2 separate regions of the Bombyx mori genome follow, and region 2 is linked to region 1. A link is a contact called in public Hi-C data. All regions are on one chromosome and are shown on one strand. Each heading gives the region's core, a stretch centred on a gene start, on an enhancer-like site or on the middle of the called end of the contact. The rest is flanking DNA. Distances are from core to core; before and after follow the strand shown. Region 1 overlaps LOC134199950 (a long non-coding RNA gene). Region 2 overlaps LOC101741532 (eukaryotic translation initiation factor 5B).

Evidence for each region. Hi-C and Micro-C count contacts between places; a contact is called where the count stands out from the background.
Region 2: a Hi-C map of midgut shows a contact between it and region 1, with 2.3 times the contacts expected there. The contact joins two enhancer-like sites. A contact is called at or near these places in 3 of 7 Hi-C or Micro-C datasets (midgut, an unstated tissue and whole pupa).

Annotation. Positions count from the first base shown.
Region 1 is chr13:5,247,334-5,249,947 of ASM3026992v2, reverse strand. All of the region lies in intron 2 of LOC134199950 (a long non-coding RNA gene), which reads left to right. Among protein-coding and RNA genes, the nearest start is that of LOC101742215, 14 kb to the right of the region's middle. Within about 2 kb of position 1,312, at least 8 of the 8 cell types and tissues checked have open chromatin away from gene starts, as enhancers often do.
Region 2 is chr13:5,335,997-5,338,610 of ASM3026992v2, reverse strand. All of the region lies in intron 17 of LOC101741532 (eukaryotic translation initiation factor 5B), which reads left to right. Among protein-coding and RNA genes, the nearest start is that of LOC101741532, 25 kb to the left of the region's middle. Within about 2 kb of position 1,295, at least 6 of the 8 cell types and tissues checked have open chromatin away from gene starts, as enhancers often do.

The sequences.
Region 1 (2,614 bases), core at 63-2,562:
AGTGGTTGAATGTGGCCGTAGTGAATTTGGTGGGGTGCAGTCCGAGGCCCCGTCGAGCCGGAATGTGACAGCAGGTGTGCGCACTGTAGCAGGATGCAAGCTGACGGTGTTAACATGGATAGCTCCGATCGTAATCGTACAATAAAGTGAATGAAACAGAATTTACAGCATACTGAGTTTCTCGCCGAATCACCTCAGTGGGTCACGATCAGGTGGTAGATTCTGCGAAGGACTGCTCTTGCTAGGTCTAGTGTTAGCAAATTCTCTCAGATTGAGCCCGTGACCTCACCTACCTGTCCGGGCATAGCTGGAATAACCTCTTAGGCTACCAACGAATAGGTAGGGAAAAACAGAATGTTTTATTTGATTTTCATTTAAAGTTACAACAGCCTCATCATTTTACCTACCTATCTACTGTACCTACTGTATTTTGTTACCAAGTTTAAATACTTATTACGAGTATTACTCCAAAATCAGTACCATTTGATAAAAGTTTAACATAAATAATAAGTTATGTTAAAATACAGCTCTATTTTTAACTAATTTTTGAAGGATTACTTGATGAAGTCCATCTTGATCCAGTTAAGGTGGCATAAAGTTTTACAAACGTATGGTTCCGTGTTCGAATTCTAGTCGTATGTTATATATCTAAATCAAAAAATAATATTATAGGACATGTAAACGCATTCTTCCGCACAATTTCAACGGGATATCCACATTAACTTTCATAAGCTAAATTCGGGAACCACATGTCATTTCCTTTACGGCCCCATGCGGGGAGGGCGACTCAGCCTTCGGGCGATTGTCGTAAAAACTCGCCTTATTCATCACGAAGGGTTATTTTGCGAGATTACTTGTCTCCCTGTACTTTATTTTTGGTTTTGGATTGAATTCGAACGCATATTATCACTTTTGATTTTAAATTTAACAAGTTCAAGACTTTTAATTCTGATTGAGTATAAGCCTACCATTAGATTTATGACGTATTTTTTCGTACTCTCAGAAATCTATCAACTATTAATATCAATAATATATAGCAGAGTAGGTATAACAAATTGTGTGAGTAATTTGAAACTGTCATTTTAATACCGTACTAAACCAAAGTGGACATTCGGAAAAAAAATGTAGCAACAACATAATTCTATTTTTCAGAACTGATTTTTAGTCTGATCTATGTTACGAGCTGTGTTAAAATTTTGGAGCTGCAGACTAATGTGCATGAAGACCGAATGTCGTTACGGAGACATCTAAGTGGAACGCACATGCGGCGAACAGGACACAGAGTACATGCGCGAACATTAGCATGCAAAAGCGCGCGCACGCCGGAAACCGCGCGCGGGAACATGGCTGCGCGCCCACAGCCAACATGGCGGCGCGCTTACCGAGAATCGATAATCAAACGCGATAACCGATTTCATATTTCAAATCCACCCACCCTTATTAGATGAGATGTGATGTAACCTGGACCATACCTGGCAGACAGCGCCATCAGAATGCGAGGCGCACCAGATCCTTGAGAGGATAAGGTATGGTATGGATAGGTTCGAATCGATCGTACAAAACGAATCATTTCGTTTTATGGGAGGTCGTTTGAAGTACACCTGTACGTTTTTATTGTTTCATTGTCTTAGTTCTTATAATAGATGTCTGATGGCTACTACTCATCAGAATCCAAAACGGTCGGTAAATGGTCAGTTAAAATATGTATGAAAGGAAGTCGGATGCGATAGGCAAAAAAATAAGAGAGTAAGTTTTGAATAAAGTATTTTCGTATTAAATCGCGTTGTTTATCCTCTTTATATTATTTCTGACGTTTCGAATACATTGCACTTTTTGTAATCACAGGGACACGTCGGAAATAATCGTTAAATGTAATCGTAAAAGTACATAATTTTATCTCTACGACTCGCGAATACCGAAGAAAACATTGTATTCTCCTGTTCTTTTTTAATAGTCCACCGTTTGTACGTTATCAGAAATTACGTTTTTAGGCTAGGAATTTGTAAAGACTACGCATATTTGATTCGAAAAAATATATATTTAAGTATCATCCGTTGTAAAGTCAAAACGGACGGTGGAAAGAAAGTTGGTGGTTTCGATTGGTCGCATCTGTCATAGTCGAGTGCACATAGTTTTTACAGCTACCCCCGCGGTAACGGTTGACTGCGCGGTCCGTTGCGCGGTGCTGACGACGAGACGTCTCGACGACCGCAGCCTCGCCACCGGAGCCCTATCCACAAAAAAAAATAGCTCGTCAGTGAAAACTATTAATGCTAGACGGTAGATTACAAATAATGTATTAACGATTTATTTTGTTGTGATTTCATGAAACATCACTTCAGGAATGAAATCGACTACCCCTCTATTCTAGCGGAAAAGGATGAAGACATAGCCAGGTGCCACACCCTTGCCCCTACGACAACTTTGTACCAACTTACCACTCACTGTACATTCATTTATTAAGGTACCCCAGGCAGCTTGGCCTCCAAAACGACAAATCTCCTTTCGTACCTGCTCCCAGCTAGTGCATGCCAGTCTTAATTTCTCGGATCACACGTTTTGCACATAATATTATCACTAACCTGTGGTAACTAATTTTGAAATTAAATAAGCA
Region 2 (2,614 bases), core at 46-2,545, 89 kb before region 1:
TTGCTTCCCGTCCGCGTCGTGGGCCGGTGTATTTTCGGACGTCGGTGACGTCACCGCTTTCGTTAAGCTAGCCGTGTCCACTACCACAGGGACATGAACATTCCGTTGAACTTTTAATCGAAAGATTTCGAAAAAAAATATACGCATAGTTATTATTATAACAAATTTATATTACTCTAGCTGCGCCCGCGGCTTTGTCGATAAGGAAATTCAATTTCAGAAAGCTAACTACGTAAGATAATTTTAGATGAATTTACATACACATATACATACGTTCTCTTTTATATATGAGTCGTCTATTATCAAAGGTGGCAATCTGTGCATTTGGACAAAAAAAATTTATTGATATGTCAATACAGATTGATTTGAATATAATGGTCTCCTTCAAAGAATACGGTTCAAAACCTGCATTAAATAAAGGTTAATAGTTAACCTGTTATTTATCTAAGATGTCGTTCCGAAGAGTTTTGTGACTGCCAATGGAATACAAAGTCAATAATTCGTTTTTCTGATTTACCAATCATTGTCCAAAAGTCAGATTGCCGGCTTTGATAATAGTCGACTCATATATAGATTCCATATCAATTCGACCTATGGTTCAAAAGATATAAATTACTGCCACGGGCGCCCCCTATCCGGCACTAACGTAACTGTCAGAGTGATCATGTCGGCTGTCGATTTTCATATATGTATGTGCAAAGTTTAATATCAATTGGGCTAGCGGTTCTCGAGTCTTACACACACATACATATAGATTTTTTTCTGGTGGTAGGTCCTCTTGAGTCCGCACGGGTAGGTACCACCACCTCGCCTATTTCTGCCGTGAAGCAGTAATGCGTTTCGGTTTGAAGGGGTAGCCGTTGTAACTATACTGAGACCTTAAAAATTATATCTCAAGGTGGGTGGCGCATTTACGTTGTAGATGTAACACCAGGTGGACTGTGAGTTCGTCCACCTATCTAAGCAATAAAATAAAAAGATTATTTTTTTATTTATTTATAGATTAAATAACTACTAGTATCTACTTTTAATACGCCAATAAATGGAACTGAAATAAAATGTCTATGCCGTTGAAACACGCAAGCAAAACGTTTCTCATTGTCATTCACAAGTTCCGCGAGGTCAATTCGTGCAGCTTTATTCACAACGACATTTGGGCCATCTCAGTTCCCCCTAACGAATTTTGAGGTATTCTTTCTTCGACTTTATTGCTATAGCATAAGGTTCCCATTTGCCAGTCGTGAATTGGCAAAAGCGGCACACATTGTATCCCCTATACCAGACGAACACGCGCCGACCGGGTCGGACCCCCATTCTAGAGCTCCATTGATATTTCGCAGAGATGCAGTTTCATTGATATAACATTACAATGTTCTGTTTCAAGTGAACAAAAAACAACTTTATATAAGTTATTCGTGACAAGAATCACACTACATTCTTTTTTTTTTTCTCGGACGACGTTCGTATCTAAATGACAGTTTGCGAATAAATAATACTCGTAATAAAAAAAAAAACATTTAACTGATAAAACATTCGTCTGTATTTATATAATATAACATTACGTTGATATTAATGAAACGGACTAGTATCATTTTTAACACGTTGAATGCTATGTAGGTCACTGGCGCCCTGCGTGGTGCTCTGAGGTGATTATGTCGATTTCTCTCTGCTATCTTCTTACTAAGGCCTATTCACGGCCTAATTACCTTTAAAATTAACATTATTTATAGTCATTATTATTAGGGAGTCCATCACTTATATAAATATTAGCCTATCCATAAAGTACATGTATTTTCTATATGGATACCTACCAAGTTTCAAGTCAATCGGATGCATGGTTCCGTAGTTATAATGGAACATCCGTAAAAACCACTGTAGATTCATATACTGGTATAGATTATATTGTTTCCGATGCTTCGAATACTCTACAATCTTCATGGTCACTCTGACACGACAATGTAGTCTCGGAATGAGGTTGTAAAAATAATTTTCATTAGTTCTACAACTTTTATTTTATTGCCCTCGCGAGAGTCGATAAGAATACCAATATAATTTCTGTTTAGAAGTATAAAATATTTAGCTTCAATATTTATTTATTCAATAAGAGATTAATTGTAAGGAGATTAAATCAAACGAATTCTTCCTAAGCCTATTAACTAAGTACTCACCTTGAGCCTATTAACTTCTGGTCCTTTTGTCTAAAAATAAACATAGTTTCCCTGAATCGAAACGCCATTTGTTACCCATCTCTTCGTTGCTAACAAGGCCACGAGGGATGAGCCTGCACAGTTACGGGTCACGGAGGGTTCGCGACCCAGTTTTGGACCTGCACTCTGACGTCAACCCTCCATTCACCTCGTTCTGCTGAATCGATGCGAGCAAAACTAGGTCAATCTGAATGAAATCCCCTCCTACATTTATTATATTCTATTTATAGATTGAAAGATATCCCTTTTTTTTATTGCTTAGATGGGTGGACGAGATCATAGCCCACCTGGTGTTTAGTGGTTACTGGAGCCCATAGACATCTACAACGTAAATGTGCCACCCACCTAGAGATATAATTTCTAAGGTCTCAGTATAGTTACAACGGCTGCCCCACCCATCAAACCGA